Linked DNA regions of Mus musculus: region 1 is linked to region 2. Evidence: chromatin contacts called from public HiChIP or PLAC-seq data. All regions are on one chromosome and are shown on one strand. Each heading gives the region's core, a stretch centred on a gene start, on an enhancer-like site or on the middle of the called end of the contact. The rest is flanking DNA. Distances are from core to core; before and after follow the strand shown. Region 1 overlaps Ssh2 (slingshot protein phosphatase 2). Region 2 overlaps Efcab5 (EF-hand calcium binding domain 5).

Region 1 (3,523 bases), core at 1,016-3,515, 290 kb after region 2:
TTTATGTACTTTGCCTGAGAAGAAACTGCCAGTTAACAAATGCCATGCTTTAGGAAGTGATTTTGATCTGAAGGGTTTGGCAAGGGGTGTTTGCCCAAAGAACACAGTGCTCTTTCCCCCCGTTAGTGCAGCTAAAATGCTACTATCATTCCCAGCAGAACTTGCAGTTCTTCATACCAACCCAACTAGCCTGGCCTCCCAAATGATAGCTGTTTATCATCACATTACCTTCATCCCTCTCACTCGATACTTTAAAATTCTCTGGAGAGAGCTGGAGAGATGGCTCAGTGGTTAAGAGCACTGGCTTCTCTTCCAAAAGACTGGAGTTCAATTCCCAGCACCCACGTGGCAGCTCACAGCTATCTGTGATTCTAGTTCCATGGGATCTGACACTCTCACACAGACATACACGTAGGAAGAGCACCAATGCAAAAATCATTCAATAAATAAATAAAATACTTTTAAAAAATTCTCTGTAGAAAAGAAACTATATTTCATCTATTATATTGTCCTAAAACTAGAGTAATGAAAGAATTTTTCAGAGCAGGGGCGTTCACATCAGATCTTGAATCTGAGGCTTACTGCTTGCTGTATGATCTTGGACATATAATATTGTGACCTCCTCCAATGCCTAAAAGTAAACTAGAACCAAACATAGTACTAGACTGTGTTATAAAGGTACAATGAAGTACTTAGGGCCCAGCAGCTAGTGTGAAGCCAGGTTAACTATTGCTAACTCACTTCGTGTAAGTAACCAGGAATGCCTCTCCCTTGATGAGCAGTAATCTTATGACAAAGAGAAGCAGCCGTTCTTCAGCTTCATTCTGATTAAGACTGAAGAGCACTATCACTGTCACACTTCATCAGGAAAACAATCCTCTAAGCACTGTTTTATCATCTTTAGATCAAGAAGGATTTTCTCTGTCTTTTTTTCTATTTTAGCATAGGGATTTTTAAGTCCTCTGGGCTTTGTATCTGAATTAAATTCAGGTCATCAGGGTGGCAGCAAAACACCTTTACCTAACATTAAACCACCAGGCTGGCCCCTCAGAAAAGATTTTTTAAAACATCGCCATCTGCTGAATCTTTGAACAGTTATGTCAATATCAGTGTTTGACAAACACTGATATTGTCATAACTAGATATCTTCCTATCTGGGAAGATCACTACACTTCTTACCGCACACTGAAGTACATGAAATTAAATTTACGTATAATTTTATTCAGATAAAAGGGTTTAATTTGGCTCATTGAAACCCTGAATGATCACAGATTGTGTGGTGTTTCTGTTCATCTTTGATAGTATGATTTACTTTACTACCACGAATACACTCAGGAATAATAACTAGTCAGCACTTCTCATCCATGCTCCCTCTTTTACCAGCAGTATGCCACTTGTGATCACTGAGGACTTTGTATCTAGGGCCATGGAATAAAGAGAATGAGATGTGTCATCTAGAGTATATTGAGTGTCACTCTCAGAGATCCTTTGTCACACTTAAGGGACAGTCTTCTGCCTGACCCAGCTGGATCTGCTGTGCATTTTTTGAAATTTATGCAAATGACCCAAATAGAAAAACTGGTTTCCCTTATGCCCTATGAGGTATGATCTCTGATCTGTTTGTACAAATTTGTATTACTGTCCCCACAGCCAGCCTGTGCAGTGCTGGGAATCAAAACTCAGAGCTTTGGGCATGCTAGACAAGTGCTTTTCAAACTGAGCTATGTCCCCAGACTCCTCTTTCCTCTCTAATCATGAATAGATAGGGTCCAAACAGCTTTGAATTAACTTAAGATAATTGTCCCTGCCATTACCCTTGTGAAAGTACTTACATACATTTTGAAAAGCACATTTAACTGCTTACCAAAAAGAATGAACATAGATATTCTTTAAAGCATAAGCAACAAAAGGACAGTAAGACAGAACTTCCCAAACCAGGAAGTTAGACTACTGTTTGTCAGAGAAACTACTGTGTCTCAAAAGGCATGGCTGGAGCATGCTCTGCTGTTAAGCTCCACTCAGCAAGTGCTTCCTTTGCACACATAGATAACTGCTTTGTTTACTGGAAACCAACATGATCAAAGCTGGTAATTTTGCCTAGTGAGTAGGTAGACTATTTAACTGTTTTGTTTTTTCATTTAGTAAAGGAGACAGTTGCTGTGTTGGCAGAAGTGTGAATTTCATTTCCTGTCTGTGGTGTACCCCATTCATCCTGTCACTCAGACATTTTGTCTTAGATTGTTCCCGTAATGGCAGTGAGACTGGTCCACAACACAGTGACATGTGCACACCACGGATGTAACAAGAGACAGGGCTTGCGCAACAAACCACAAGAGAGCAGTGCTTTTTTTAAAGATGAAAACAAAACAAAATCAGGGCAGCCTCTCCTAGCCAATAGTCAGGTTTTTAAAATGAAATCTATAAATTATGGTGTTTGTTTTTTTAAAAATGTATCCAATCTCTCTGACTGGTCACAACCTCAAAAGTTTTATCAATCTTATATCACTTTATTGAAGCATGAGATTGAGCCATAAGTGAGCATTATAAAGTTGATTTCAGCCTGCCTACTCATTTACCATAAACAATGTCATTTTATGACCCATTAATCTACCATATACGTAGAGTTCTATAGCATTTATTTTGAGTCAGGGTCTCATGATGTAGCCCTTGGTGTCCTGTAACTTGCCATGTAGACCAGGACCTGTCCTCACAGAGATGGGCTCAACCAGTGTGCTCAGTGATGGAACCGTGCAAAGAGCTGGGGGTAAACTAGGAGGAATTTATTAGTTACCACAAATCTTTTGAGCACTTAATGAATTTCTGGAAGGGTTTCTTGTGCTGAGGATACAATGATGAGCAAGGTTAGGTCCTTGCATCCAAGGAACTTATGTGCTAATAACTACAATCGATAACACACATGAATAAATGTTTTAGTTCATGAAAATATCCTGAAAGGAAGAAAACAGGACAACAGGATAGATGTATTGGGATAAAGGACAAGAGGGATGGTGGTAGTAAAGCTGAGATTTAAACACTTACCAGTTCAGAAGACTCAGGTAGAGATAGTTAAGTACAAGGCCTGGAGAAGGGGCCTTGAGTACTGAAGAGGCGGAAGAGGGGAACCAGGGTAGTTCACAGTAAACAAGCAGAGGTGGGCAGCATAAGGGCAGAGGTAACTTGCTTCACTGCAAGCTGTTCTGTGGGCCTCACAGACCAAGCTATATAGACTGACTCTTCATTCTTAAATACGAAGGAAAGACACATTAACAGAGTTTTACACAGCAATGCTATAATCTGGATATACTTTAAAGCACTCTGGCTGCTATTTGCTAAGAGAGTAACAAAACTACCAAAAGGCTTTTTGCTAGTACAGTTTCTGAGATTTGGTTTACACTAGAGACAAAGTAAAGAGAACAAAGATAGAAAATTAGCTGTGAACTAAAGCTAGAAAGTGATAGAAATATGGGTGTTCATAATGTTCTTCCTAGTTTAAAAATATTTATTTATTTTGTGTGTGTGTGCC
Region 2 (3,207 bases), core at 176-2,675:
CCATGCATATGTGTGGCATGGACCCTAACAAAACGACCTATGTCCCAAGTTTGGAAGCTCATGTTTTTTTAAAATGAGGTATCTCATTTAAAACACACACACACACACACACACACACACACACACAAAACAAAAAACAGACAATGAATGGATCAATGTGTCTCTGGTTAAAGAGTTTCCCCCAATCTGGTGACAGAGAGAGAGGAAGTCAAACAGAACCTCCTGAGTCCCCAAAACTCCTAAATGTCTTCAAAAGGATTTTCCCCGGCAAAGTTCAAATCAAGTACGAGTGATGAAGTGAAAACGTTTTCAGACATAAAATCCTCTTCCTCAGACAACCACTACTGGAGGAGGGCACAGAGGTCAAGGGCTTGCTCAGCTAAGTGTGGGACCCTCGGTCCTAGACCCAGCACTTAAGGAAAAGCCAGGAGAAAGGTAACTGCTATTGGGTAAGGACGACCAGTGAGAGACTTTGGAGCTGTCAGTCCTGAATGGGACACTGTTATCGAACTCCTCCCCTCAAGGCTTAAGGTCTGTGTGGAAGAGGAGACAGACAGACAGACTGACTGTAAGAGCCAGAGGTGGGGGATGAAGCCAAGGAACAACGTCTTCTAGACCCGACAAGGTTGCTACACGTACGAACTCACAGAGACTGTGACACGTTCAAGCTAGACAAAATCCCAGCACAGAGAAGGGGAAGCGGACACAAAGTTCCATCCCTAACCAAGAAGCTATTTGGAGATGGTTCCTGCTGGGAAAGGGACACTCAGTTTTCCCGGGTGGGGTGTCTATCAACCACACTCCAGATCCTATGCTCTTCCCGGCATGTCCAATCTCGGAGAGAACCTGCAGATATTGCCGGTACCATCTCATGCTTCCTGAATAAGAGATTTTTTTTTTTAACATAGCCTGTTTTTTTTTTTGGGGGGGGGTTGTTTGTTTGTTTGTTTTGTTTTGTTTCGAGACAGGGTTTCTCTGTATAGCCCTGGCCGTCCTGGAACTCACCTTGTAGACCAGGCTAGCCTCGAACTCAGAAATCCGCCTGCCTCTGCCTCCTGAGTGCTGAGATTAAAGGCGTGCGCCACCACGCCTGGCGATTTTTTTTTCAAAGCTGCAGGAAGGCCACACAAACTTTGTATAATAGATTGCCCCTGCCACAAGGGTCCTCTCCTGACACAAACAGAAAGATGCACCCAAAGAATGCTTTCTCTTTTCTCAAGAATGGAACTTAGAATTTCCTGATAGAATTTTATCTAAATGAGAGGGGACTGATATATCCCGGTGACCTAATAGCTTTGTTGGTTGCTACAGAGACTGATAACACTAAAAGGTTGTTAGTTTCAAAAGGGAAACCTGCCAATTGTTGGTTTCTGGCTGCGTCCCGGTCTATAACTTGCAGTTCTGATTTCTGCCACACGAGGGCACTATCGGAAAGCAAAACGCAGTATTTCCGTGGTCAAGGATGCTGAAGGAAAGGCTAGAGTTCAAAGACTGGGCGAGTGGTGGAAATTTGCATGTGTTCTGAGCAGAGCAGGTGGCTCTAACAGGCAAATTTGAGGCAGAGTCTAAAGAGATTCCTTTGAGGCATTGTGTCCTGCCACAGGAGCCTTTAGCAGCTCCCCAGATTGGGGGATGGGCTTATTAAGGACACACACCTGCAGGGTGTAGAATGGCAAGGCCTGTCCCTTATGCTTATTCCTTATGTCAGAGGGACTGGATTGAAGATCGGTGGGTGCCTATGTCCTTGTCCAAGAAGGGGAACATCACTCAGGAACACAAGGAATCCTGGCATTAAGCTCTAGGTGGAGGGGCTGGCAAGTTGGCGGGGTCAAAGAGGAACAAGGTCACAGGGAGAATACCAATTAGACAAACTGGTCTGCTGGAGTTCATTATAGATGTTAGTTCTCCCCCAAAGGAGGAACCAGAGACTAAAGGTGGGGGTAGGGCCAGGGAGACTGAGGTTGAAGCTAGGCATCCTGGGGGACAGATACAGGCTTCTCTGAACTCCAAAGTCCTCAAATATAAAGTATATGAGAGTATACACTGGGCAGGTCTTAATGATACAGGTCTGTAACCCTAGCCACTTAGAGCCCAAGGCAGGAGGATCACAAGTTCAAGGCCTGCCTAAGCAATTGAGTGAGACTCTTTCAAAATAAAAAGTAAACAGAGCATAGGAGGTCTAGCTTGGTGGTAGAGTGCTTACCGAGCAAGTATTCAGTAACACACACACACACACACACACACACACACACACACACAGAGCAAACAGTAAACACTATCCAGTTGTTTTTATTGCTGATTGCCGATGTTACTTGTTCCCTTCAACGATCGATCCTTAGAAGTCAGATCTGTGTGGTGCCTGTGAATGTAGGCTACCATGACTGAGCTCAGAGACATGAACTGTTGCTCATATAGAATTCCAAATAGAAGTTTCAAACCGGATTCACATTACTCATGGTGCACACTAATTCTCTGGGAGCCCCAGGCACTCTTAGGCTTCTGGGAGTGCCTCACTGTCCTAGCAACATCCTGATGGCATCACCACACCACAAGCTCAGTGCTCTGCCACCCATGTCTACAGCCTGAGGGGCGAGGCTCCCATCCCTGCCATTGCTTTTATCTTTTCCTTGTCCCTGGGGTCTCTCAGTTCTGAGCTTCGCAACCTAATATATGTATCACAGAAGCCCAGAAAGCCTCCTACTTGGTGGAGGAGAGGGAGAGAGAGAGAGAGAGAGAGAGAGAGAGAGAGAGAGAGAGAGAGAGAGAGAAGAGAGAGAGAAGAGAGAGAGCCGGAAGAAACCTGCATCTGTCCTCAGGGTGCTTAGCTCCAGGCTTGGTCTCCCCAGCCCTACCCCAATCTCCAATTCTTCCTTCGGAGAGAACTAACAGAGCCACTTCACTATTGATGATAATAATGTTTTTTTTTTGTTTTTTGTTTTGTTTTTCGAGACAGGGTTTCTCTGTATAGCCCTGGCTGTCCTGGAACTCACTCTGTAGACCAGGCTGGCCTCGAATTTAGAAATCCGCCTGCCTCTGCCTCCCGAGTGCTGGGATCAAAGGTGTGCACCACCACGCTCGGCTTGATGATAATGTTTTTGTTTGTTTTCTTTTGGAGACCGAGTCTCACGTGCAGCGCTGGCCTTGGGCTTGCAGGTCCTTTAGATCCTGGTCTTTCACACCAGGTCAGAGATGAGTGTTTCCTCAGCT

What was found. HiChIP or PLAC-seq counts read pairs in DNA pulled down with a chosen protein or histone mark.
Region 1: a RAD21 HiChIP or PLAC-seq map of pro-B cells shows a contact between it and region 2, with 3 times the contacts expected there. The contact joins two enhancer-like sites. A contact is called at or near these places in 2 of 15 datasets of contacts at CTCF or cohesin (the NIH/3T3 cell line and pro-B cells), 1 of 484 Hi-C or Micro-C datasets (nephron progenitors), 4 of 115 datasets of contacts at active chromatin or transcription factors (DN3 thymocytes, embryonic basal ganglia, embryonic stem cells and 1 more) and 3 of 9 other capture datasets (adipose tissue, liver and pancreatic islet).

Annotation. Positions count from the first base shown.
Region 1 is chr11:77,384,281-77,387,803 of GRCm38.p6, forward strand. All of the region lies in intron 2 of Ssh2 (slingshot protein phosphatase 2), which reads left to right. Among named protein-coding and RNA genes, the nearest start is that of Coro6, 78 kb to the right of the region's middle. Within about 2 kb of position 2,266, at least 160 of the 459 cell types and tissues checked have an H3K27ac peak or open chromatin away from gene starts, as enhancers often do. A contact at or near this core is called in pro-B cells, where this site is marked.
Region 2 is chr11:77,098,911-77,102,117 of GRCm38.p6, forward strand. The region is part of intron 17 of Efcab5 (EF-hand calcium binding domain 5); the gene reads right to left. Among named protein-coding and RNA genes, the nearest start is that of Nsrp1, 22 kb to the left of the region's middle. Within about 2 kb of position 1,426, at least 27 of the 459 cell types and tissues checked have an H3K27ac peak or open chromatin away from gene starts, as enhancers often do. A contact at or near this core is called in pro-B cells, where this site is marked.